Linked DNA regions of Triticum aestivum: region 2 is linked to region 1. Evidence: chromatin contacts called from public Hi-C data. All regions are on one chromosome and are shown on one strand. Each heading gives the region's core, a stretch centred on a gene start, on an enhancer-like site or on the middle of the called end of the contact. The rest is flanking DNA. Distances are from core to core; before and after follow the strand shown. Region 1 holds the start of LOC123189295. Region 2 holds the start of LOC123189297 (chloride channel protein CLC-c).

What was found. Hi-C and Micro-C count contacts between places; a contact is called where the count stands out from the background.
Region 2: a Hi-C map of leaf shows a contact between it and region 1, with 8 times the contacts expected there. The contact joins the promoter of LOC123189297 here to the promoter of LOC123189295 in region 1. A contact is called at or near these places in 3 of 5 Hi-C or Micro-C datasets (all in leaf) and 1 of 1 datasets of contacts at active chromatin or transcription factors (leaf).

Annotation. Positions count from the first base shown.
Region 1 is chr2A:536,717,732-536,724,502 of IWGSC CS RefSeq v2.1, forward strand. It overlaps LOC123189295, which reads left to right and starts at 4,079. Exons shown (of 12, transcript XM_044601684.1): 1 at 4,079-4,339; 2 at 4,945-5,097; 3 at 5,182-5,352; 4 at 5,562-5,644; 5 at 5,745-5,943; 6 at 6,483-6,604. The coding sequence starts at 4,259. LOC123189294 reads left to right here. Exons shown (of 4, transcript XM_044601683.1): 2 at 1-684; 3 at 952-1,337; 4 at 1,493-2,042. The coding sequence starts at 38. The coding sequence ends at 1,626.
Region 2 is chr2A:537,328,380-537,334,558 of IWGSC CS RefSeq v2.1, forward strand. LOC123189297 (chloride channel protein CLC-c) reads right to left here and starts at 2,931. Exons shown (of 8, transcript XM_044601686.1): 1 at 2,666-2,931.

The sequences.
Region 1 (6,771 bases), core at 2,829-5,328:
AAAATAAGGCCATTCAAGAAGGCTGTCAACTGTAAACATGTATAGGCCGAAGATCTCCAATTCGGGGTGGGCTGCTTTCGATCGCAGGTTGCGTGGCACAGCTGATGCAGGCGATGATGTTGATGTCAACTCATTTCCTGCTCTCTCGGGTTCTAGAGGCTCCAGTTCTGCCAGCAGCTCAGCTATAGGAAATAATAATATGCCAAAGGCAAAGCCTTTTGCATCAGTGATTCGCCCCCCTGTTGAATTTGCAGTTGTTGGTAATGAAAACGGAAATAGGCATTTGACTGATCACATGGTGAGAACAAATTCTGGTGTAAACTCTGCATCTGGTAACAAAATTAAGCTCCTGAAGGATGCTCATAGTTGGGCCGACAGTAATTTAATTGAGGACATATTGGCTGGCGTGGATAATGATGTTGGCCAGGCATCTGTTTTGCTGAAATCCATGGTCGCTCCTGACTTTATGCCAAGGGGGGATAGAACAACTGGTCAACCTCCTTTTGAGATGAATAAAGCACATGGTTCAGTGTCAGGAAACACTATAGCAGAGAATAAACATTCAAATGAATCACAACTGTTGCCACCGCAAATGAATTTAATCTCTATACCCCAGGAGCCTGAATTAGAAGAGTTTGATGATGATTACTTAAACCACCGGAAAGATGCATTGAAGATGATGAGGTATATTGCAAACCCTTATTTATGTTATGGGTTTCACTAGCTTATGCATATCAGAGTAGGCTGCATTCATGCAAACCCAGACAAATGTAGGTCGAATAAATGCAAACTTTCGTAGCAACATACTTCTGTAACTCATGTCTTGCATCAGCATGATGGTCAGAATCTGAGAGACAAGATTAGCTAACTTTGACCCCTTGAATGTGCCGCACTCCTGACGTTGAGTCTTTTCGTGTGAAACTGACCCATTGTGTTTCCTTTTGGTCATAGGGCTGCCACAAAGCATTCTCAGGCTGCCAGCAATGCATTCTTCAGAGGTGACCATGCTGCTGCCAAGGAACTCTCCCTCAGAGCTCAAGAAGAGTGGTTGGCTGCTGAAAAGTTAAATAATAAGGCAGCAGAAGAAATATTTCATCTCAGGAACAGCAACAATAACATTTGGAAGATAGACATGCATGGTCTACATGCATCAGAGGCTGTAACTGCATTGGAGAGGCATCTTCACATGTTAGAGTTCCAGCCACCAGGGAATAATCCAACTTCAACTGATGAATTAGATAAGTCTGAACCCACAATTGCTGTCCCAAATGAGGTGGCAGCAGAGAAAGTGGTGGTGTTTCTTCGCCCTAGACAGTCTGTCTTAGAGGTGATCACAGGTAATATATTGCCCTCTATTAACTTATTTGTTAATTACTCGAAACTTCTTGTTACCGCAATCACTGCCACATGAGGGCATCACTACTCTTTTGTAGCCGTACCTTGTGTAAGCAACACCAGATTAAGCGAGATCTTATTGTTTTGCATCTTACAGGGATTGGCAGGCACAGCAAAGGACAGGCTTCACTGCCTGCTGCAGTCAGGGGCTTCCTTATTGAAAATGGGTACCGATTTGAGGAGCTGAGGCCTGGTGTTTTCTCTGTCCGCCCTAAATTTCGCCGCGGGTAAACCTGTGCAAGACTGAAACCATTCCATCAAGTTCCGTTGTTCGGCAAATAAATTTCTGTGAAATGTGCTGTCAACGAAATAGAACGTAGAAACTTGGGCAACTTGTAGTTCGTGTATCTTGAATGTGGGAACTAGGCGTCGACCAGTTGGCTAGTGATGCGCTACCAGCTGCGCGCCCAGCCTTTCACCATCGTCCGAGCCTTGTGTTCCGCAGGGTGCGTGCCTGATTTTAGTTTTTCTTAATAAATTGTCGTAGGGGCTAGTCCGTATGGGTCTCCTTTTTTGTTGTATCTTGAATGTAACAAGTTTTACAGATACTAATGTTATTGTGTAGCCACCTGACAAGAGATGCATAATTGTATGTAACTATATACAGGATGACAATCAAGGCCACAATGTACTGTTATTTTTGCTTACTGCTGCAACCAAGGCTCCTGATTACTCTATGATTTGAATGCCTCAGAATTTCGCTTGGCAGTTTTTTCTATCTTTTGCCCTATGCAAAACATTGCATTGGATCATGTGCAGTGCAATAAAAAATAAGAGGAGAAGAAAAGAAGTGAAAGAAGAAGAAAGCAAAAAAAAAAACTTAGGTTCTTTTAGGAAATGTCATCATGGCTTAGCTTTATTTCGCACTTCCTCCGTTCCATAATGTAATGCATATAGATTTTTTGAAAACTCAAACCTCACAAACTTTGACCAAGTTTGTGGAGGAAAACAATTACATGTAGAAAGCCAAACATATGTCATTAGATTCGTCATAAGATGTAGTTCTATTTTTATTTTTTTTGGTATTATAGATATAAATAGTTTTCTCTGTAAACTTTATCAAAATTTGCAAAGTTGACTTCTCAAAAAATCTATATGCACTGCATTAGGAATGGGGCAAACTAGGGTACATCATTTAAGTTAAGAAAAAGGACACATCATTCAAAAACCAACCGGTAATAAACCGGGGAGGATTCTTCGTCCACAAACCCTAACCATACTACCTAACTCGTGAGCAACACGGTTTGGAAAAATGTTGCACACTAGGCAGGAGCCCATTCAGATTGGATCCGAGTGGAAATTGGTGTGGACTCCTAGTGGGCCAAGTGTCGAGCCTGCGTCGGAGGTGTATATAAAGGGGAGTGAGGTGCACCTTTTATGTTTGATATTTTTCTCCCTACCACAACCGCCGCCACTCCCAATGCCCCTATGCCTTGCAACCAGACCTAGCAGTCCGCAGCCCGACGCTACTCCTCGTACGGGTGGATACCTTGGAGGCCTAGCAATTGGTTCAGAACCTTCTGAACCAATTCCACTTTAATTTACTTACCTTCTGAACCTTAATTTACTTACCTTTTGAACCAATTTCACTTTAATTTACTTATCAAACTTTTAATCAAAATATAAGGTAATTCATCGTCAGAATTTGATGAACATTTATTTACACAATCGCATTATTATTGACAGGTAAATCACAAGTTAACGTATTAGAATATTTATATCCCGTTGCAACGCACGGGCATTGTTCTAGTCAAACCAACTAAAAAAGCTTGACACACCAACATAAACACATCAGATCCGAATAATCGGATGTGCGAGGACAAAAAACTCTAACTTCATAACACCGCCAAAAAAGAATGACAGTACTTTTATTCTTACAAAATACAAAAATCACTAGATGTTGAAGAGGAACATAAAAATCTTGAAGATGTGAAGTCCCCCTAGCTCGCAGCGCTAAGATGGCAGCCGGAGGCGAGGGGACCAAAGATCGTTGGCGACAGCTGTTGCTGCGCCGTTCATGAAATCCAACGTCGTGCTAATTGATTTTTACTAGGGAGTCTCCTCTCACTTCTATTCTTTCCTCTATCCACCTTCTAGTGTAAGGGTAAATCAGTTCGTGGGCTTTGGTGAGTATATTTTCGCCATGACTTTTCCTTGAATTGCTCGAGGGGATCGAAGGATATAACATATATGTATATTTTCGCCATCTTCTACCTTCCATAATTCACATGTAGCCTTTTCTGAAGGTTTGAATTTCATATCATATGTTGTGCCAAATATAAAATGAGCTGTTTGTCAAGGTTGCATCAAAATTTACCATCTGGAAATATATAGGGTGTAGAACTCTGACATACAAAAATGAGTTTTTTTTGCAATAAAAATGGGTTATTCTCGATAGGACGCCAAACTTGTTTCCCAGTACTAGTAGGGTCCTATTAAAGTACAAAACCGCATAACTCTTTTCTTTAGTCACATTCATTTTTCACTAGGCAAACCAGTGTATTTGCTTTTGGTTTTCCTTGTCACTCTACCAATATCGTGACATCGCCTCCGTAATTTTCTGGCAAAATAAAGTCCTAAATTGACGTCACCTTTAGAGGGACTGTAAAGTAATCTTTACGAAAGGAATTGAGAGGGAAAAAACGAAGAGAAGATAAAACGGGAGGCACAGCGGTTCATTGTTCAGGAATTTGCCACGTGGCTACAGATTTTACGACACGCTCTGTGGCCGCCGTCCGGTCGATGCCATACAGAAACCCTGCGTACTGGGCCCAGGTGTCAGTGAGACACTCCCACTGCTCGCTCCCTCCCCCGAAACTGTGCACGCCTCCGCGGAGCTCCGAGCAGTCGGAGGCAGGCAGCGATGGCCTCGCCGGCGGTGGCGATGCGGCGCCCGTCCCCCACCGTCCTCGCCTCCGCCCCTCGCCGCCGTCCCCGCCGTCACGTGAGTGCCCACTCCCGTCGCTCCCGTGGCGCCCCCCGGCCGAAATTGTTTAGGCCCGTATCTGCGCCTTCTGATTTGGTGTGTCGGCCTAATAATTTCCGCGCTTTGATGGCGGAATTCTGTGCTTCGATTGTGGAATGTCAAATCCTCTTGGAGCGATCCAGCTAGTCCAGCAGAGTTTGACTACCGTTGTCGAGTCAGTAACATTAGGGAATCGGTTGCTCTTGGATTGGCTCCACTTAAAGTGAGTGGACAGGACCATTACGTGTAGGCTTGAGGCTAGTAGGATTTGGTTTGTGTGATAATAAGCGCGGTGAAACTGGCAGTTAGAGAGTTGTTCCTGTCACATTATATATATATATATATACATAAAACCAATACCGATATGATGACTGTTTCCGATTTAAGTATCTACACCCTTATGAACACGGTGTTCTATTAAACATTAGAGAAATGAATCATGTACTCCTATACACTCCGATCCGTCTACAAATGATATCCATTCTGGAATTTGTGTAATTCTTGTCCAGTGTGATGTTTCTTATTTTGTGCCAAATTCTGTTCCCAAGCCTTTGCTTATTCATTTCATCCACAATGATTTGCAGGAGTATTCACCTTCCAACATGGGCTCCCCAAGCTCGGCTTCACGCTTAAAAGTTACTGCACTTTTTGGGTGGATCAAGGGAGATAGATATTCGAGGACTCGTGAATTGATCCCTTCTGCTGAATCGTACACTCTCACAGGGTCAGCCTCAGAGGTGTTTCTGTTTTTCTTGAGTCAACTCTTTTTCCAGGACTTGTGCGCCTGATTCATGGCTTTCTTAACGATTTCTTGATTTTAGGTGGACACAAAGCCACGCGAGGTATCGATTTCTGTTGTCTCTTCTATCATGGACATACCTCCGGCAGAGTGGGATGCATGTGCAGTTGATTCAGTTGAGCCTGAAAAGTTTAATCCTTTTCTTACACATGCATTTCTCTCAAGCTTAGAGGAATCGGGTTCTGCGGTGAAGGTGAGCATATAAAGCACCATTTCTTGATTCCGTACACCCACTATCAGACTTTATACTCATTTCATGGTTCATTTAGTCGTGTTAATATACTCCCAGAAATTTCAATACCTAATATCTCTAACTTTTGTTCTATCCCAATAAGCATGGGCCCTACAATTTATAATTGTTATGAGCCTCCTTGAAACTGTCATGTCCTGTACTCATTTCAGGAAACAGGGTGGTTACCCCTGCATGTTGTTGCACGGGACAAGAACGAAAATATTTTAGGTGTTATTCCGCTTTACCTTAAAAGGTTTAACATCATTAACACAATATCACTACCGTTTCCCTAATTTCTGTACACTTCCCTTCATCTCGTTCATTGGCTGAACAACCACAATGTGCATTTGCAGCCATTCTAGGGGTGAGTTTGTATTCGATCAGTCATGGGCGGAAGCTTACCACAGCTATGGACTTGAATACTATCCAAAGTTGCAGTCTTGTGTCCCTTTTACTCCAGTAACTGGTCAAAGAATATTACTTCGGAATACATCCTACCGGGATCAAGTTTTTGATGCTTTAGTAAAAGCTTTGAAGAATTTGGCTACCAAGGTAGTGAAGTCAGAATTCTAGCAATATATTGTTAACAGTCTCTTGGCTGCCGAATAATTGTAGCAAAAGTTACAAAATGCTATTGTATGGTTGTGCTTTGCTTCATATGGCAATGGCAATATGACATTTTGATATTCAATAGGAATCATTACTCATCAATTTATGAATCAGTTGTCTTTTCATTTACTCTAATTTTGTTGTCATTTCCAATGAATACAACAAGCCACCAGGTTTAGTTCACTGAATTGGAAGGCTCTGTTGTCTTCTTGCAGCTAATGTTTCGAAATCGATGCTTTGTCTTTATTGAATTGTCTAACAGAGATAAGTGAATGAGAGTTTTATAGTCAGAGTCTCTTTAGACCTGCTGAATCTTCATGGTGTTTGCTAATTTCGATTTTGGGGTATACAATGTTATAATAGCATGTAATTTGCCTATACATTTTTTTATTTCATGGATAGCTTCTGTGACTCTTAAATAGGTGGAAACCCTCCGATCCACTGGACGAATTGACAATCTTTTGTTTTCTGCTGCATTTCAGCTGAATGTGTCATCACTGCATATAACTTTTCCATCTGAAGGTGAATTTAGCAAGTTGAAGGATAGTGGATTGTTGCAAAGGATTGGGCTGCAATACCATTGGACAAACCGGAATTACAAATGGTACGTTAACATGAGATTTATAGAACTTCTGGATTGCAGTGGTTTAAAGTGCTCTTCTGACCACATAAGGCTATGACTCAGGGCCCACATTTAGTCATAAGCACGGCCTGGTAGACATATTAACAGGATTACATCACAAACAAGGGGCACCTACAATTTTCATCACA
Region 2 (6,179 bases), core at 1,681-4,180, 610 kb after region 1:
TACGCACTGCCAGTCGCCGACGTCGCGCGCCGCGCCCATGTCGCTCGGTTTTCCTCCACCCAGGCACGACGACCAGACCCGTTTCTCGGCGTCGCCGGACGTGGGCTTGTTCGCGCCGTCCACACCACGCCCCGCGGCCGTCATCGACCTCAACGTGACGCCTGGGTCCAGCAGCGGCGGGCGGCCTTCCGTCGAGATGCAAAGAAAGCAGGCGCGTGCACCATTCACGGGCACCATGCCGGCCCCCCGCGTGTTGTTTGACGAAATGCCAACCTCAACGCCGACGGTGGACGACCCCTTCTACAACCAGTACATGGAGAACATGATCTTCCAGGGTGGGCATGCCCGTGCCTACGACCCTGATGAGATCCAAAGTCAGGATGGCCGCGCCCAGTACGTGCCCGATGAAGAGGCCGACGACGTCAAGGCCAGGCAGAGGCAGCTCGACATCGAGGCCACCAATGCCGCCACCAAAGCGAAGGAGGTGGCCCTTGCGATCATGAGCGTGGACTTGTCGAAGATGAGCGACAAGACGAGGGCCTGGTTCGAGGCCAAGCAGAAGGAGATGCTCGACGCCGAAGGCCTGAACTAGGTTGTCCGATTGGCGTGGCCATTTTTTTTGGAGGCTAGCATGGGTGCCGCCCAGGCCGCTGGCAGTGTGCCGGCGAAAAAACATTTATTTTGGAGGCCGGCTGTGTTGCCGGCCGCTGGCTGTGTTGCCGGTGAGGACAACTATTCATTTTGAAGGCTGACTGTGTTGCCGGCCGCTGGCTGTGTTGCCGGTGATGGTCGTGTAGGCCGCTGGCTTTGTTGCCGGCGTGATGAACTCGGGTCGTGAACTGGGGCTTGGCATTTGAAACGTCTTTTTTTTTAAATAGACGCGGACAGAATGAGGCAAAAGGATGCGGCCGCGCGCTGGGCGCACGGCCACCGCATCCCAGGACAGGCCCGGACACGATCCCAAATCCCTACCCAAATGGACAAAAACCGGACAAAACAGACGTCCGTTTGGGGTCGCGCGGTGGAGTTGGCCTAATTGTCAGGTGCTCTCTCTGGCAGGTAATAAACGGGCGGAAAAGAAGAGAAAATATGTGAAGCTCACGATGCCCGCCGGTAGGGAAGAAAACAACGGGCGCTGGTGGGCCCGCCTAGCTTGCCGGTGATATCCGGTGCAGGCGAGAGAGAGGTACTCCTCCACTATTCATTCAGATAAAGACGCCGGCTGTCTGTCTCTTGTATGGGTCTGTACTGGTTTCGCGCCAAACCGAAATCAAGTCGAGGAGAGGAAGTAACCTAGTTATGGCGACATGGGTTGAGATCACTGTTCACTGCCATTACAACGTCACGCACGTACGAGTCCATCTTAGCCATCCCCTAACAGAAGCAAAAGCCATTTTCTACGTCCCGTGTTAGCACGAAAGGGATGGAGTTCCATTCTTGCACACCGCCGCACGCCTGTCATTCTCAATTAAATTAAGGAGTCCTAAAAACAGGGTCAAATTGGCAGCCATACACTAGCGGCCTCCCAACTACTGTTGCACGTGTAAAGGCGGTGGATTCCCGCTTCAACGGGACGAATCGGGTTCGAGATCTTTCTTTCCAACGCCCGGAAGAGAAGAATAGGGTTCGAGTCCACACGTCGCGGCCAGCTTTGCCGCCCACTCACGGCTCATCTCATCATTGTTAACTCGATCCTCCAGTTGCCTTTCCGGATCGATCAATCAGCGGACTGTTTCGTTCATCTCCTTCATCTTTATCCTTCCCACATGTGGACAAGAGGACAAGAAAAGTCGCTCAAAAGAGAGCTAGGAGTAATCACATCCTACTATCTCTTTTTAATACTTCTATACGAACTCAGCTAATCCACTGCTCGGTATAGTAGATGTTATATAGAGTTCGATGACAAGGCTCAATCAAATGAGCAGGGCAACAGAATGCTACAAAAAGGGCACTAAGGTAACTTGCTGAATGTACGTGTTGCAACGTGTATAGTCTACCAATGTGCAGTAGAGGCAGCAGCAGAACGAGTTCTAGACCATGATGGCTGAGATATCTCCTGTAGAGAGAGAAAATAGACCATGTAGTTTTCTTTTCAGTTTTTGCCAGGTCTTGGTCTATACTATCTTCCTTTGATTTTGCATGGACATTCGTATAATTTTTTTCAGTTTTTATTTTTACATCCTGTACTTCTTTTCAAATTTTGTGCCCCGTATGCTTTCCTATCACAATTTCACGTCACGCCGAGGCCATGAAGGGATGCACGAGGACAACTGAGAGGCTCGCCGTGTGGCTGGCACGTCGGGATCGAGCTTGGCCTTGTGTTTGTTTGCCGTTATTTCTGTTGTTGGGAGAAATTAAGCAGTACTAGCAGTTCTTAGATGACGTACGTAGAACACTTGTGGCCACACCCATCGCCCTATCTAATTCAAAAGATTACCAGCATATAACTCGAAGAAAAAAACTACCAGCAGCATCGGCATAGCGTACTGCTCTTGGAGAATCAATGAGCATGGTCCGGGCATGAGCATGCTCGCCCCATCAGCATCCATCCATGTGCTAAGAAGTAACCGCAAGTTTGGACGGGAAACGAGAACGAATGGAATGCAAATTAACAAGCAGCGCAACAGGCGGCTCATGTGCTGCCCGAGATGGAGCTCGAGATTACCTGACGGCCTTGGTTCGACTCGGCGCCCCTTCGCCGCGAAGAATCGCCTGCTCTGCTCCTCCTCTCCCCTGCTTCTCCTCTGTGCTGGCGGAGACGGAAGAGTGCGTGACCCGCAACAAGAAGGCGCGGGGCGTAATGAAGCCCGTGGAGAAAGTGGAGGGAGGGAGGGAGGGAGAAGAAGAGAAGGCGGGACAAGTCACAAGTCAGGTGGCGGTATAAAAGAAAGAGACGCTAGAGACGATGGCGAGATCCAGAGCCGCGCCCATTGGCTGCCGCGCCGTTTCCCTCGCTTAATATATGCGCATCAAATGGCAGATCGTATATTGTTTCAGTGAAAAAATATATGAGAGGTTGGATACCTTCCCTTCCGACGCACTCGATCGCGGCTTTATCCGGGGCCGGCTCATCGGTGTTCCCAATCATGGCGCGGACGTGGGATCTGCTGCTGGCCTGCTGCGCTGCCCGGGAACGTGTCCCTCGTGGCGCCGCCGGGGCCCGCGGCCAGCACGGACGCGTGGGACGACTGATCGACGGCTGTGATCGACTGCACCGGCGCCCTGACCTGTCTGTGGTCTCTTTCGCTGTTTCTCGTCGGTGCTGTTCCTTCTTTTCTGGCTTCATAATTATCTGCAGTACTTTTCCTTCCGGCCTACGAGTAGATTGGTCGGCTTGATCGTTTCTGAGATAGGAGTACGACTGTGCTTGCCGACCACCGGCGCCGGGGCATCGTCGTCATGGGTACGTCGTGCATCACGGGCCGGGCGGCCTCCTTGATTATCAACCCGATGGGATGGTTTGCATGCATCACGGGGCGGCCTCATTGTCAAATTAAGCCTTGATACGGACGGCTCTTCTGTAGCAAGAGATAAAGATTCAAAGAAAGCAGCCAGAGGGATCTACAAGGTCAGAGAAACGCACGATGTTACTTTGCCTGAGCTACGAGGTAATCCCAGAAGCACCGGTCGCCGTAATGTCATATCATTACCTCATGCAGAGACCAGAGGAACTTGGGAAAAACTTACCTTCAGCCGACCAATCTCGTGCGAGCGTCCGTCGCCTCCGCGTCCTTTAGATTGACTCTTCATCATAGGGTCGAAAGCAAGCCCTTTTGTGTTCACGTTTTCTGCAATTGAGCCTTTGTTTCAGAAAAAGAGAGTTCGCAACTGGCCACCAAAGAGGGGTTAAATCCTGTAGTGGCGGACACCGTGCGACTGGGAGGGTGGCAACGACGAGGATTCCGGCCGGATCTCACCGGATCCGACGAGGATGGCATGTAGGGACGTCCAGGACTGGCAGGGGCTGAGACACGTGCATCTGGGAGGGCGACGGCGGCGAGTTCCGGCCGGTTCTCGCCGGATCCGACGAGGACGCCGTGCAGGCAGGAGGCGGGGACGTCCGCGAGCGGCGGGGGCTCGGCTCTGCGAGGTCCAGCGGGGTTGGAGGCGATCTTCACAATGACGAGTCTCCGTCGGCGGCGGGGTAGGAAAAAGCGGTAGGCGTAAGCGAGGCGATTGGCCTTCGCCTAGTGCCTAGGCGGTGCCTAAGCGTCCTAGGTGCGGCCTAGGCAGTAATATAGTTTTTACTCGTAGTGTTTTTTGTGATTATTATATGGGTGTTGATATTAGTTTAGGGCATATAAATAAGTTAATTACCGTCTAATGTCATTAGAATATAACCCGTTTGCCATATCAGCATTGTATGTGGCATGATTTCTTGCTTGGGTAGGTAATTCCTTGCTTGCCCTGCCTAGAGCTCCATTTATGCCCTAGGCGAGGCATTTGGCCATTCCCTAGCGCCTAGGCGTGCCTAAGCGCCTCCTAGGCACTGCCTTTTCCAACAGAGACGGCGGCGCAAGGGCGGGGACGTGCGGTGTTGATCCTCCGTCACCACCATCTAGTAGAGCTCGCGGCGAACACGCTTTTTTTGCAACTTCCTCTCTGTTGAAAGATTTTCTGGAACATCAATCATGTTGTAAAACATTTCTTCCGTAACATCATATGAAGGCGAAGATTAAGAAAAATCTACAACATTACCATTGTTGTAAAGTTTTTCTGCAACAAGACCTTCATTGCAAAAGTTTTCTGTAACAAGACATGTGTTGTAAAGATTTCTGCAACGAGACCTCTGTTGCAAATGGTGAAAGGCGTCGTCGTGGTTCTAACTCTGACAGTGATGTAGGGGGGTATGTATGGAGAGGCTAGATCTTAGCTATGGAGGAGTTGTAAGCACAGGAGGATTACGAGTTCAGGCCCTTCTCGGAGGAAGTAACAGCCCTACGTCTCGGTGCCCGGAGGCGGTCGACTGAATTATGTGTGTATGAATAACAGGGGTGCCAACCCTTGATACTGAGGAGGGGGGTGGCTTATATAGAGTTCGCCAGGCCCCTCCAGCCCTCAGTAATGCAAGGTTTAAAGTACATTAAGATTGGGGGTTACTGGTAACGCCCCTAATAAAGTGCTATGATGACCATAAAAGCTACTTAATGACCGACCGTTTGCGGGCAGGGTGACTTTAGATCCCCTGGCAGTCGAGTGGTTGGAATTTGGTCAAGTGATTGCTTCGTGGTCGAGTGTCTTGAATCTGTCGAGTGGGATACCTCCAAGTCGATTGAAAGGTGACTTCTTCTAGGGATGTCCTTGGGTAGGGTACTTAGGACAGGTCCATGCCCCTATCCTAGGTACATAGCTTCATCATTAGCCCCCGAATGGATCGAGGTTCGAGTGGGGAAGGAGTTGGGTATCTTTCCGACTGGTTCTTCGTGTTATATGAACGTCTTGTTTTGGATCAATTTTCATGGATGACGTCATCAACTTCTTTCAGTCGCCTTGATCCATTCTTGGCCTCTTGTCGAGTGAATTTCTTTACTTGTGAAGTTCCGAGTGACGGTGTGAAAGGGATCTTCTGTTTGACGAGTTGTTCTGCGGCCCGCGGATTCTGCGGGATTTGAATTTCGGGAAGCGCGCGGGACGGGGGCGGCCGCAGTAATCGGATGGGATAGGACGGAAGCTCCTCGATCCCCGCGCCACCTTTTTCTCCACGTACCGCGTGCGCGCCTGTTGCGGGATTTGACGGGATTGCCTGGGCCTACAGTCAGCCACTCGGAAGCGACCTCTTATAAGCTGTCGGCTCGGGACCCCCGAACAGTGCGCCTTCACTTTTCCCCCTTCCTTCACAAGATCCTCCGCCACCTCCGCTCCCACCTTGGTGCCGTAGGTCTGTTCGAGCTTCACCGACGACGATGGTGAAGGAGAAGACGTCGGCTCTGGAGCGCGCGAAGAAGGCGGCGGTGCAGGGGAAGGGGAAGAAGTCCGCTCGGGGCGGATCTTCCTCGAGGACTGCTCTGCCCAAGGATTGGATCCAGGGCGACTGGATGCCATCGGTGATTCGGCAGGATGATCTCGATGATCTGGTCGAGGAGGGATTCATTCCCCATGAATCTGCGCGCCTCCCGGGGAAAGAAGTCGAACCCCAACCTCTTGATGGTGAGTGCGTCCTCCTCGCCACCCATATCGAT